Regions from separate parts of the Pan troglodytes genome. Here all the other regions are linked to region 1. The links are chromatin contacts, called in public HiChIP or PLAC-seq maps. All regions are on one chromosome and are shown on one strand. Each heading gives the region's core, a stretch centred on a gene start, on an enhancer-like site or on the middle of the called end of the contact. The rest is flanking DNA. Distances are from core to core; before and after follow the strand shown. Region 1 holds the start of PAK4 (p21 (RAC1) activated kinase 4). Region 2 holds the start of MED29 (mediator complex subunit 29). Region 3 holds the start of PLEKHG2 (pleckstrin homology and RhoGEF domain containing G2).

The links. HiChIP or PLAC-seq counts read pairs in DNA pulled down with a chosen protein or histone mark.
Region 2: an H3K4me3 HiChIP or PLAC-seq map of stem cell-derived excitatory neurons shows a contact between it and region 1, with 3 times the contacts expected there. The contact joins the promoter of MED29 here to the promoter of PAK4 in region 1. A contact is called at or near these places in 1 of 7 Hi-C or Micro-C datasets (stem cell-derived neural progenitor cells) and 1 of 1 datasets of contacts at active chromatin or transcription factors (stem cell-derived excitatory neurons).
Region 3: a contact with region 1 is called in an H3K4me3 HiChIP or PLAC-seq map of stem cell-derived excitatory neurons, with 4 times the contacts expected there. The contact joins the promoter of PLEKHG2 here to the promoter of PAK4 in region 1. A contact is called at or near these places in 1 of 7 Hi-C or Micro-C datasets (stem cell-derived neural progenitor cells) and 1 of 1 datasets of contacts at active chromatin or transcription factors (stem cell-derived excitatory neurons).

What each region holds. Positions count from the first base shown.
Region 1 is chr20:42,255,563-42,259,673 of NHGRI_mPanTro3-v2.0_pri, reverse strand. PAK4 (p21 (RAC1) activated kinase 4) reads right to left here and starts at 1,722. Exons shown (of 9, transcript XM_016935900.4): 1 at 1,497-1,722.
Region 2 is chr20:42,528,716-42,533,321 of NHGRI_mPanTro3-v2.0_pri, reverse strand. It overlaps MED29 (mediator complex subunit 29), which reads right to left and starts at 2,736. Exons shown (of 4, transcript XM_016935917.3): 1 at 2,458-2,736; 2 at 1,577-1,635; 3 at 460-544. The coding sequence starts at 2,736. It overlaps PAF1 (PAF1 homolog, Paf1/RNA polymerase II complex component), which reads left to right and starts at 2,947. Exons shown (of 14, transcript NM_001280426.2): 1 at 2,947-3,279; 2 at 3,811-3,840; 3 at 3,939-4,031; 4 at 4,339-4,460; 5 at 4,554-4,606. The coding sequence starts at 3,233.
Region 3 is chr20:42,550,216-42,554,900 of NHGRI_mPanTro3-v2.0_pri, reverse strand. PLEKHG2 (pleckstrin homology and RhoGEF domain containing G2) reads right to left here and starts at 3,079. Exons shown (of 18, transcript XM_063801658.1): 1 at 2,222-3,079; 2 at 1,439-1,569; 3 at 377-648; 4 at 198-298. The coding sequence starts at 1,547. TRNAI-UAU (transfer RNA isoleucine (anticodon UAU)) reads left to right here and starts at 3,372; the gene lies at 3,372-3,464.

The DNA.
Region 1 (4,111 bases), core at 473-2,972:
CCAGCTGAGAGTGAGCGACCCGTCAGTGAGAGAGGGCAGGGTGGGGAAAGGATTCCCAGCAGAAGGAACAGGAAGGTCAAAGACCGGGCGGGAGGCATGGGCCTGGAGTTGGAGAACAGTAAAGGGGCTGGGGAGAAATGGGCAGAGCCATAAGAAGTGAGGTGGGAGTGACTGAGGACCACAGTGAGAGCTTAGGGTTTTAAGAACAGTGAACACCCCGCTCTGCCCAGGGTACCACCCAGGGACACACTCCCCAGTCAGAAGCCCGTCGGACTCCCTTGCTCGGACTCCAGACCACCTACAAACACCCTACTCCCATAGGCTCACAGGAATCTTCCCTGTCAGATCACACCCTTCCAAGGAAACCAAGCAGACAATCCGATCCACCCAGGGAGTGGCCCAGCCCTGCCCAGCCCCCTGCTTCCAGGAGAGACCTAATGGCTGGCACCGGACAATGTGGCGACCAGGGGCAGGGGCCCTGGAATCACCCAGGCCCAGCTTCGATTCTAACTCTGCCTTCAGCAGAAGCTTCTGAGCCTCATTTTTCCCGTCTGTAAAGTAGGTTCATCTTGAGCACTCACTTCACAAGATTGCAGCAGGAGTGAAATACGACCGGGCACACAGGGCGTGGAGCACAGTGTGAGCCCTCATTAAACATTAACCGACATTATGATGATTTGAGAGGCGGTCGGCCAGAGCAGGGCTCTGGGCCAGAACTCCGGAGTTAGAATCCCAGCGCACAACTTATGCATCGGGTGACCTTGTGCAAATCACTTAACCTCTTAATACCAGGTTAAGACCCCCTAAGACTACAGTGAGGACTGAATAAGCTAATACAAGTAAAACGTTAAAAAGAGGGTCTAGCCCATAGTGTTTCATGAGTGTTTGCCATTATTATTTGTGGGAGGGTTCCCCCTTCTCCTGTCACCAGGAAGCATCTCTGACCCCGCCCCTGGATGCCCCGCCCCCCCCGTCCCCTGCAATACGCCCTCCTTGGGTTTTAATTTTTGACTCTGGGAAACAGCTGCCCCGCTGTCAGATTCTCACCTTTGTACCTTCTAGGCACGCCCCAGCTTTGAACCCCTAAAAGACGCCCCCGAACCTAAAACTCATTCATCTGCTCCGCTGGGGGCAGCTTTAAACCTCCAACCTGGCGCCCCTGGGGCTGTGACCTCTGACCCTCGTGGGGGCAGCCTTCCCTCAAATTATTAACTTTGACCCTGCCTTTTTTGAGACTCGCCCAGATCCCCTCGAACGCGCCCCCACTTCGAATTTCAAACTTTGCACTCCCCTTCGCCACGCCCCCTTCGCTGTTTGATCTCCGACCTCCACTACAACTCCCTCCAGTCTGCGTTAACCCCCGATCCCTCGGACGCGACCCTTCCCTCCACCAGTGACCTTTGACCCCGGCGGCCCCGCCCCCCTCCTCGCGGAAACGCCGTCCCGCCGCCAGCGCCCGGCCCACCGCAAGCCCCTGGCCGGACCCCTTATCCTACCGGCTCGGCGCCGCAGTCGCTCGCGGCCTAACTGCTCGGCCTGGAACTCCGCGCCCTCGCGCCTCCCTCAGCTCTCTTGCACCGCCACCACCGCGGCCACTCCCGCCGCCATGTTGAATCCCCAACGAACATCCGGGGCTTTCCCCCCTCACCGCCCACCAGTCCCCATAGCAACGAGGCTGACCGGGCAGTGGGCAGGGCCAGTGCGGGGGCGGAGTCGGGCGCCTCTCAGGGCCCGCTCCAGCCTCCGATTGGTACAGAGCGTCCAATCGGAGACCTTCGGGCAGAAAATGCCAAGCGGGGATTGGAAATTTTGGAAAAGGTGCGGGAAGGCTGGCTCCCGGGCCCACTGAGGTCCTTAAAGGGGAAATGACTGTTTTCGTGTGATACTGATTTTCTAACTTCCCCCCCAGCAGGAGTTAGGGGCTGGGAGAAAGTAATGAGTTAATGGGCAGAAACAGTTCTTAAGCACTTACTAGGAGGCAGGCACCGGGATAAGTGCTTTACTTGCATTTTCTCGCTGCATATACAACCCTGTGGTATAATATCATTAATACCCATTTTACAGATAAAGAAACAGAGGTTCAGAGGGTGAAATAGCTGGCTTAGCATCATAGAAAGAAGGTAATGAGTTTTGAACGCTGGTCTGTCTGAGCCCGGGAACCTGAGACTGTTTGCTCTTCAATTTTTAAATAAGTTTTTACGAAGTAATTGGTCAAAATACTGGAAACAAACAGCAGACATCTTCTTTAAAAATTTTTTTTAATTTTATTTTTACTTATTTATTTGTCTTGAGACAGAGTTTCGCTCTTGTTGCCCAGGCTGGAGTGCAATGGCGCGATCTCAGCTCACTGCAACCTCCGCCTCCCGGGTTCAAGAGATTCTCCTGCCTCAGCCTCCTGAGTAGCTGGAATTACAGGCGTCCACCACCACACCCAGCTAATTTTTTGTATTTTTAGTAGAGACAGCGTTTCACCATGTTGGCCAGGCTGGTCTCGAACTCCTGACCTCAGGTGATCTATCCACCTCGGCCTCCCAGAGTGCTGGGATTACACGTGTGAGCCACCAAGCTGGCCTTTTTCTTTTATTTTTAAAGAGAGAGTTTTGTTGTGTTGGCCAGGCTGGTCTCGAACTCCTGGGCTCAAACTATACTCCTGCCTCGGCCTCCCAAAGTGCTGGGATTGCAGGCGTGAGCCACCGCGCCCAGCCAGACATCTCTCCTCCTGGATCTTATTCACTGGACTCCAGCCTTCATGCTGTTCCTGAACTCTTGTCAGGTGCGCTCTCACCTCACAGTCTTTGCATTGGTTGTTCCTCTGCCTGGAACATACTCTTCCCCCAGGTATCCTTATCTCTCCCTCCCTTTTCTCAGGGCTTTAGACAGATGTCACTTTCTCTGTGAACTAATTCCCTCGCTCACCCTAAGGAAAGCAGCAAACATCCCTCTCACATACTACCAAACTCTGTCTGCTTTGTTCTTATTTCTCACTGCTAATTGTAGTTATTGCTTGTTGGTTGTCTCCTCTGCTGGAATGTCAGCCCCATGACAACATGGATTTCTGTCTTTGTTCACTGCTGCATTCCCAGTGCCCCAGCACTGTTGGCATGTAGATGCTCAGTAAACATTGGTGGAAGGGCTGTTTGAATGCGTGGTAATTCCACCCCTTCAGAGATACTCTTAAATGTTTGGTGCTTCTCCTCTGCCCCAGAACAGCCACATAGTAGGCATTTAATTAATTTCTACTAATGTCGGTGGCAACAATGAATGAATGATTGAAAGATGAGTTAATTTTTCTTTATATTTACCTACCTTTTTTCTTTTTATTTGTTCATTCTTTTTTTTGTTTGTTTATTTGTTTGTTTTTAGATAGGAGTCTTACTCTGTCGCCCAGGCAGGATTGCAGTCTGAAACTCCTGGGCTCAAGTGATCCTTCCAACCTAGCCTCTCAAGTAGCTGGGACTACAGGCATAAGCCACCACACCGGCTAATTTTCTTTCTTTTTCTTTCTTTCTTTTTCTTTCCTTCCTTCCTTCCTTACTTCTTTCTTTCCTCTTTCTTTTGACAGAATCTCACTTTGTCACCCAGGCTGGAGTGTAGTAGCATGATCTTGGCTCACTGCAACCTCCGCCTCCAGAGTTCAAACGACTCCTGGGCGCCTGCCACCATGCCCGGCTAATTTTTGTATTTTTAGTAGAGACGGGGCTTCCCCATGTTGGCCAGGATGGTCTCGAACTCCTGGTCTCAAGTGATCTGTCCGCCTTGGCCTTCCAAAGTGTTGGATTACAGGCATGAGCCACTGCACCTGGCTTGGCTAATTTTCTTAATTTTTAGTAGAGACGGGGTCTCGCTGTGTTGCCCAGGCTGGTCTTGAACTCCTGGCCTCAAACAATCCTCTCACCTTAGCCTCCCAAAGTGCTGGGATTGCAGGTGTGAGCCACCATGACTGACCCCTTTTTTCTTTTGACAGAATTGGAAACATATATTTGTAAAGAATGTTGAGTCTTTTTTTTTTTTTTTTTTTTTTGAGACGGAATTTTGCTCTCATTGCCCACACTGGAGTACAATGGCATGATCCCAGCTCACTGCAACTTTTGCTTCCCGGACTCAAGCGATT
Region 2 (4,606 bases), core at 1,487-3,986, 270 kb before region 1:
TATTCTTAGTCACTTACCCTTCTCTCAACTCCTGCCCCTCTTCTCTTCTTTGTTTCAGACTTGGTCAGATGTGCTGTCTAGCAGTAGCCTTCCCTAAGCCACTCTCTCCCTATCCCCACCCTGGGCTTCCACACTGAGATTTCCCCATCCCAGCCCTGATCCCTCTGCCTGTGCCTCCTCAATCATAACCCTAACCACTCTGGCCTAGGCTTCTCCCATCACAGCACTGACCACTCTGAGCTGTCACTGTTTAGGGGTGTGCTTATTATTCCACTCAACTGAAAGCTCTGCGAGGGCAAGGATCAGAGCAACCCTGTGTCCTCAGTGTTGGTGGAAGCACAGGTCTGGCCCACAGGAGGTCCCCAGTTGAGTGTGAGTTGACTGACTGACTGAGGGTTTCTGAAGACCCCAGAGACTGGGACACGGCTGTTGTTACGCCGTGTCCAGAAGGCTTCTTACCAGGCACAGCTCCAGCTGGTCACAGAGTGCATAGAACTCTTCCAGGCACTTGTCAAAGCGCTGTATGGGTCCATCACTGCTCTTTCTACAGACAAGGAAAAAAGGATGTCTGAAGAATTGATTTCTAATCTTTGGGACACCAGTATCTACCCAACCAAGTGTCCATCAGGAAACCAGGTACAGGTCCAGGAGATCTGAAGTAGTGGTTGAAAACCGGAGGGGTTCAAAAAAAAAAGAAAAGGAGGCTGGGCACGGTGGCTCACGCCTGTAATCCCAGCACTTTGGGAGTCCGAGGCGAGCAGATCACCTGAGGTCAGGAGTTCGAGACCAGCCTGGACAACATGGTGAAACCCCATCTCTACTAAAAATACAAAAATTAGCCAGATGTGCTGGCACGCGCCTGTAGTCCCAGCTACTTGGGAGGCCGAGGCAGAAGAATCATTTGAACCCGGGAGGCAGAGGTTGCAGTGAGCCGAGACTACACCACTGCACTCCAGCCTGGGCGACAAAGCAAGACTCTGTCTCAAAAAAAAAAAAAAAGAAAGAAAGAAAGAAAGAAAGAAAGAAAAAAAAAGAAAAGGAAAAGGCTGGGCATGATGGTTCATGCCTGTCATCCCAGCACTTTGGGAGGCCAAGGTGGAAGGACTGTTTGAACCCAGGAGTTTGAGACCAGCCTGGACAACATGGCAAGACCCTGTCTCTACAAAACAACAAAAATAAAATAAAATAGGAGGAGTGATTCGTGAGGCTGAGGGGATGGCTAGAGGCCAGGAGTTTGAGACCAGCCTGGGAAACATAGCAAGACTCCGTCTCTATAAAAAAATCTTACAAATTAGCCAGGCATCTGTAGTCTGTAGCCATGTCTGTAGTCCTGGCTACTTGGGAGGCTGAGGCAAGAGGATCTCCTAACTCAGGTGTTCAAGGCTGCAATGAGCCAAGATCGTGCCACTGTAGTCCAGCCTGGGTGACAGAGGGAGACCCTGTCTCAAAAAAAAAAAAAAAAAAAAAAAAAAAAGTAAATATAGAAGGTGAGGTGGGCGGGGAGCAGGAGAAGGAAAGATGAATTTCAAAGACTGGGAAGGCAATAGAATATCCTGGTAAAGGGGGCTGCACTCACTGTCCATTGTCGATGTTAGTGTTCTGAATCAAGTTTTGGGCTGCAACCTTCATCAAGGTCTAGTCAAAACAAAAACAAAACACGTGGGAAATGGAAAAACAAAAGGGAATACCTCTGGCAGATCTACACTCTTTCTTAAGATCACTCAGTCTCAGGTTTTCTTTTCAACTGGCACCTTCCCTCCTGACTTTCCAAAGTAATATTCGTTTCCATTTCTATAGCTGTCACCACTCCATCCTCCCAGAGGCCCGCTCTCACCTGAGCTTCTCGCCAATAACCTAAGGGTCCTCCCTCACCTATCAATCAAGGGCAGAATCTCCGTATAAGCCAGTACTCTCCTCAGGCTTTAACGACCAGAGCCCAGTTTCTCCTTTAAACAACCCCTCACTCAAGCTCCGGCCAGTCCCAGCCTCAGCATCAGCGCTGATCCCATCTCTGCCGAGCTTCGCTTAGGTCTCGCAGAAAACAACAGTTTTATTTATTTATTTATTTATTTTGACGGAGTCTCGCTCTGTTGCCCAGGCTGGAGTGCAATGGCACGATGTCGGCTCACTGCAACCTCCGCCTCCTGGGTTCAAGCGATTCTCCTGCCTCAGCTTCCCGAGTAGCTGTAATTACAGGTGCGCGCCACCATGCCCGGCTAATTTTTGTATTTTTAGTAGAGCCGGGGTTTCACCAGGCTGGTCTTGAACTCCTGACCTCAAGTGATCCGCCCGCCTCGGCCTCCCAAAGTGCTGGGAACACAGGCGTGCGCCAGCCAGGCCAAAACAGCAGGTTCTACTCCTCTTTCTGCTTAGCGCTCTCTCCGACTAACCAGGCCCTCGGCCTGTCCCTCTAGACTACCAAATCCAGTTTGCTTCTCGCTGCTTAAGGCCAATCACCTGTAGACTCTCCTTCAGCTGCGGGATGAGCATCTTATAACGCTGCACAGGATCGAAGTCCTGTTGCTGTTGCTGCAGGAGGCCGCTCTGGGCAGGGCCCACCAGTTGTGCTGGCGGTTGCGGCTGCTGCTGGGGACCCGGGCCGCCAGCCGAACTAGGACCCGATACACCAGCAGCTGAGGAAGCCGCTGAAGCTTGCTGCTGGGATGCAGCCATCTTCCTCGCGTAGGCCGCCGGAAGTGCGTTACGACTGCGTCTCTCCCCGTTGCTTTTCAGCATCCCTATTTCTAGTCCCCGTTTGCTAGTTAGTCCCGCCTCCTAGGCAATTAAGCCAATGGAGAGGAAGGAAGTGCCCCAACGTTACGTCACTCTCAAATCTGGGGTCCAGACTGAGATATCTTTCCACCAATCACAGAAGCAGCTCTCTCCCTCGCTCCGCCCTTCACCCAGACGCTCGCCAATCCGTGTGTGGTTCCGATCCGGACTTCATTTCCCCGAAGGCGTCGCGGCCTGAGGAGACCCGTTGGGTCCTCAGCGTCTTGGCGGCAGTTGGTGGAACCGGAGCTTCGAGTCCGTCCCCGGTGCTGCCTGCGCGTTCACCTGAGTCTCGCTGGAGCTCTTCTCGCCCGCCCACCTCATCTCAACCCACTTTCCGCGGGGAGCGGCGCCAAGCTGGGCCTTCCTCGGATCAGGCGTCCCCTGAAGTCGGCACGCCCCTCTGCGTCCCCCTTCGGTCCCGCTAGGACCCCGTCCGGGCTGCCGTCGCCTCGTCGCTATGGCGCCCACCATCCAGACCCAGGCCCAGCGGGAGGATGGCCACAGGTAGGCGCCACGCTTTTCTGTTGCAGCAAGGCGGGGGATCGGGAGAGGGTTTCTGCTGAACAACGTCACCAGCCCCCAGGTCTGCCCGTGACGTCATGAAGCGCTCACCTTTGACGAAGGGGGTGGGTTCCTTCTGAGATTCAGGTGTTCCCCTCCTCCCCGCCGTGCAGTTCAGGGATTAGGCTTTTGGAGACTCCCTCCAGAAGGGATCCCTCCAGTCAAGCGTTTGGAGACCCCTCTTCCGAAGACGATTGAGTACATAGTTCTTTATTAAAGCACTTGAAGCCATCTCCTGCAAAAGGGATTGAGCACTTGGCCTTGTTCATTAAAGCTTTTGGGGGCATTTCTTCCTAAATAAATTGAACATTTGTCTCCTTCCATTAAAGCATTTGGACACCCCCCACAACACCACCGAAAGAAACCAGCATTTGTCACCCCTCCTTCTACCTTTTGAAAGGTTGGGGAAACCTTTTTCATTCTCCTGTCAATCCCGTCCTCTCCACCTATCACTGTTTCTTTCTTCTCCACTAGGCCCAATTCCCACCGGACTCTGCCTGAGAGGTGAGCCCCACTGTGCTTTCCCAGGAGCGGTGGGGCAGTGGGGCTGGGAGCAGAGGTGGGGCAGCGGGGGCCCACTTTTGAGCCACTAATGTTCCTAGGTCTGGAGTGGTCTGCCGAGTCAAGTACTGCAATAGCCTCCCTGATATCCCCTTCGACCCCAAGTTCATCACCTACCCCTTCGACCAGAACAGGTGAGACTAAGGAATGGGAAAACTACTCCGGTATGAGTTCCTTGAAGGCAGGGACTGCTTGTCTTGTTGGCTGCTGTCTGCTCAGGGCCTAGCACAGTACCTACCCTAGCACATAGTAGTAGCTGCTCAATTGTTAATGGAGCAAGCAGTGTCCAAGTCCCTTCCCACTGGGGAGCCAGCTTTCAGACTCTGCCATGGGGGACACTTCATTCTGAGTTCCTCCCCAGAGAAGCTCCGCCTCTGGGAAGCAGGGCTGTGAGGGGTGAAGCTGGAATCCAAACACCATAATAGGTGTTTCCCCACCCAGGTTCGTCCAGTACAAAGCCACTTCCTTGGAGAAACAGCACAAACATGACCTCCTGACTGAGCCAGACCTGGGGGTCACCATCGATCTCATCAATCCTGACACCTACCGCATCGACCCCAATGGTGTGTGGGGAGACAGGGAGGGTCTGCTCTAGGTCAGCAAAGGCTCAGGCCTGGGCCTCCCTCATGGTCCTCCTGCCCCCCGCTCTCCTCTAGTTCTTCTAGATCCAGCTGATGAGAAACTTTTGGAAGAGGAGATTCAGGCCCCC
Region 3 (4,685 bases), core at 1,830-4,329, 290 kb before region 1:
CCAGGTCCTCTGACTCCCATCCCCTATGCCCCTCCCTCACTCTGGGTCCTCAGTCCCAGTCGTGATCCCTGATCCTTGCCCAATGTCACAACCCCACGTACCAGCCTGGGCAAGACACTATGAAGCTCCGAGGTTTGGATTAGGAAATAGACCCTCCAACCAATCAATGCCCCCTGCCTGTCCCCCCTGCCCCTGACCTGCTGAACTCGTAGATGTCCTCAATGTTGGCAAACAGCGTGCCCACCTGCTCCACGCTCAGCCCCAGGACCCCGCCGTCCAGCAGAGGGCCCAGGTAGTCCTGTTGGGATGACTGGGGTTATGGGGGCCAAGGGGCTGACCTGGGTACCCACTGCCCTCGGGTGTCTGCCCGCCTTACCTCCACGATGCTGCGGAGGTCCCTGACATAGGCCCGTTCTGTCTCCACGATCTCCCGGGCCACACGCTCCAGCCTTGAGGGTCTGGCTGAACCTGGGATCCCCACCGGAGAGAGATGTAGGCGGATGGGGGGCCCTGGAAGGGGCTCTGGCCTGGAGGCTGAGCAGGCTGGAGTGGGCCCAGGGGCTGGATCCCCCTCAGAGCCCACTGTGCTCAGGGATGTGGAGCTCCCAGAACCTCGGGGGGAGGCCATGGTGGGGGCTGCAGGAGCTGCTGGGGTGTGGAACAGGAGGTCAGAGAAATCTCCCCATGCACGGACTTCCACAGCCTTTCATGCGTTCAGCCCACACCCTCACCCACACCTGTCCAACAGCTTTCCCACAGGCTCCTTCCTCCTCTCCCCACTGCCCTGTCTTGGTCCAGTCCCATCCTCTCCCATCAGGGTCCTCTCTGGACTTCTGGCCTCCATTTCTCTAATCCACCTCCATGAATCAGCTAGGTAGACATTTATTAATTTGTCTATCTGACTGTATTACTCCTGTGAGTGTAACCCCTTCATGCCCCTGGGGATAAAGTCCAAACTCCTCAGATCCACAGGGCACTGGGCAATGTGGCCAACACAGATCCCTCTAGCCAGTTCTCTTCCCACGGCCACCCCTCTTCTTACACTCTGGATGCCAGTGACACTCAACTTCTTTCAGTCACTTACATGCAGCCTTTTCTCACCGCTGGGCCTTTGCACATGCTGTTCCTTGCATGTAGAATACTCTTCCTTGTCTTTGCGCAACTCCTTCCCCCTAATCTTCCACTTCCCAGTTGAGATGTTCCCACCTCCAGGAAACTTCCCCTGACCTTCTGAGCTCAGAGGATCCACGATCACAGCCCTGACCACTCTGCCCAGCGCTGCCCCCTCTGGCCTGTCATTGCCTGGGGATGGGCCCGCCTTCCCCACCAGACTCGGAGCTTTGTGCGAGTTGGCCTGGGGTTGTCTCCATCACCCTGCCTTGACAGCATTGCCAAGGAATAAAAGCCCCACAGGCTCCGCCCCTGCCTCTAGGCTCACCTGTCCGAGTCTCACACACGGTGCCACAGTCACACACTTCACCTCTTCGGCCACACCCGAGGCTTGGGCTAGGTTTGGAGAGGCTCAGTCCTTGGGCTCCCTCAGGCATGGCTGAGCGGCCCAGCAGAGTCCTGCAGAAAGAGCCCCTTCTTGGATATCAGGACCCCATGGGCCTCTCCGCCGCCCAGACTCACAGATGGGGGCTGGGAATTAGGAGCGTGGTGTAAATCCAGGGAGGGGCCCCTGGGAGTAACTAATGGGGGAGGCACAAAGTGACAGAAAGAAGGGGACAAGGAGAGAGAACCTGGCGAAAAAGATGGAAAGGCTGAGACAAAGAAGAGTGAGCGGAGCAGGAGGCGCAGAAGCTGCGAGTCCCGTTTTTCTGGGGCCGGAGGCTTAGGGATCCTGGGAACGTTTGGGCTCCGGCTGGAGCGGAGGGCGAGGGGCAGGGCTGGGAAAAGCCGTGGGCGGGAGGCCGCGGGGTCCCAGGGGAGGGCGGAGGCTGGGGGACCGGATGCCAGGGTCCTGCAGACGGCTCCCTCCCCCGCCGAGGGCTGCGCGCTGGGGCGCTGGCCCCGAGCCCTCGCACCCCCTCCAGCCGGTCTCTCCGAACCCCGATCGCCGTCCCCACAGCCACAGCCTCCCCAGCGCCTTCCCACACTCCTCCAGCCCCCAACTCCCGCCGGCGCCTCGGCTCGCCCCCCGCCGGCACGCCCCCTCATTGTTCAGCAGTGGCGCCGCCCCCTCCCCCAGTCCGCCTGGGCCCCTCGCCTCCCCCCTCACCTCCCGGGGAGCCTCCAGCCCCGGCTCGAGGCAGCCCGGCTCCTGCGCGACCCCGACGCGGTCCCCAGGGAGGTGCGGAGCCCAGACTCAGGGGCGTGAACTTCGGGCTCTCAGGCTCCAGGAATAGAATCTGGGGTCTCTCGGAGACTGGGGTCCCGCAGTCGGAATTTCTCAGTGTTCTACGTGGGGGATGCTAGGAGCCTCGACTCTGGAGTCTCAGATGGCGGCGCTGGGGACCCACATTCCTAAGTCTTCTAGGTAGGGCCGTGGGGTGGGGGATGGATTTCTGAGTTCCCCTAATTCTACGGGCAGGAATGAAACTCCCTCCAGGTGGGAGCACAGGGGGGTCCCAAAGTCCTGGGTCCCCTTGAAGCGATGGCCGCTGCAGCCCGAAACTGGTTGGGGCGCTTAGAAGTCCGGATCTCAAGTTCCTCCAACGCGGGGTCTTGGGATCGGAGCCCTGGAGGGAGTCTGCGGTCCTGGATCCTGAGTTCTTGAAACGGGGATACGGGGCGCTCGGCCTCCAGGGTCCCGCGGGGTGACGTCCGGGCTCCCGGCTGCTCCAGGAGGGGGCGCTGCGCACCTGGATGGCTCAAGTCCTCCAGCCTGGGCGCCGGGGTCTGGACCTCGGGGTCTCTCGGGATGCGGTGCAGAAATTCCGGACGCCCGGGTCCGAGCCTCTGGACCCCTCGGGCTCCCGGCTGGGTGTCACGGGGCTCGTGTGACGGCGGCGGCGCCACATCTGGGGCGGGAGAGTCCGATCCCAGCTGTGAGGCGGGGGGCGGTCGCCCGGGGCTTCCCCTCCCCCGCTGTCGCCGGGGCTCACATCCTGTTCCCGCCTGCGGGGGGGGAGGGGCTGCCTTCCGGCCGACCCGCCAGCGAAGGGTTAAGACCCCACCCCTTGTTTTGAATATTCATGAGGAGGCGTGTCCTTCTGGTAGGCGACACCCCTACATTCCAAACGCCTCGCGGACTTTTCCCTTTTACAGCAAGGGCCGCGAGGCGTGAGAATCCGGAACTGGCAATGCCTGTCTCCTATTGGTCAATGCAAAATTTTTAATTTGCATATATAACACAAGGCGGGACCCTCCGGTGAGGTCACGTGGCTATGAACCACTGAAGAATTCCCCGGCGCAGGGGTGCGGCCGGAGCTCCAGTGGCGCAATCGGTTAGCGCGCGGTACTTATATGACAGTGCGAGCGGAGCAATGCCGAGGTTGTGAGTTCGATCCTCACCTGGAGCACTTTTTTTCCCCATCAGTTTTTATAAACTTATACATCTAATAAACCAACCAAAACATCTACATCACTTAGATGAATGAACGTTTCTATCTTTTGAATTATTGGGCTCAAAAGACTCCTAGGGCTTTGGCGACGGTCCTTTGGGTGTTCTGTATTGTAGGAAGGTGCCGTTTCCGTCCCAGCCACCAGGTGGGGGTATCGTCTCTTATTAGATGCTCTGGGCATGGAATTGTGTGCAAATAGTTTGACTTCTGTAGAGATGTGGGTCCTCGGCAAACTGTATATGACTCTGCCTCCTCCGTATTTCTGTCTTTTTAATGCCTCCTTTACAGATGAACATAGCTATCTGTCTTGGAGTTTTCGACCTCTGTTGAAAAGGAAAACTATGTTTTCGAGTCGACTTGTTTTTTCAATAAATATTGAACATTCACTATGCCTGGCTTCCTTTAGCTGTGTGTAATACAGCAGTGAACAAGTAGTTCCTGCCCCTGAGGACGCGACATTCTAGTGGGGAGGCAGATGGCTGTCAACATAAGAATTAAGTACATTTTAATGTTAGGTGGTGATGATAAATGTCATGGAAAAAGTCGAGTAAGGTAGGGAGGATGGGGTAGTTGGAGGTGGGGTGTGGATTGCAACAGCAGTGGTCAGGGAGGATCTCACAGAGAAGGCAACTTTTGAGCAGAGACCTGAAGGAGGGGAGTGAGCCATGGGGACACCAGGGGAGTGTTCAGGCAGAGGGAACAGCTAGTGCAAAGCTCCTATGGATGAAGCAGACCAGACTTGGTAGAGCAGCTAGGAGGCCAGTGTGACTGGAGCAGAGTGGCCAAGGGGGAGGGTAAGCGATGGTTGCCAGACTGTGTGGGCTGTGGGGAGGACTTCGGACTTTGACTTTTATGTGACCTGACTCAGGTCTCATAACAGGCTTCCTTTGGTTGTCTCGTGGGGGAGTGGGGAAAGGAGAGACTGAAGGCAGGGGCTAGAGCAGAGACTGGGGCTGGGGCTGCTACGAAGATGCAAATGGCAGACGATGTTGGCTAGGACCAGGGTGGGGGTCATGGTGGGGGCAGGTGGATAGTGGATCTATTTTGCAGGTGGATCAGACAGGATTGCTGTTGGACTGGGGTGTGGATTTGAGAACAAGGTGTCAAGGGATACTCCTGGGTGTCTGGCTTAAGCCCTGGTAGATGGTGAGAGGTGCCGTTTTCTTATATGAGGGATTT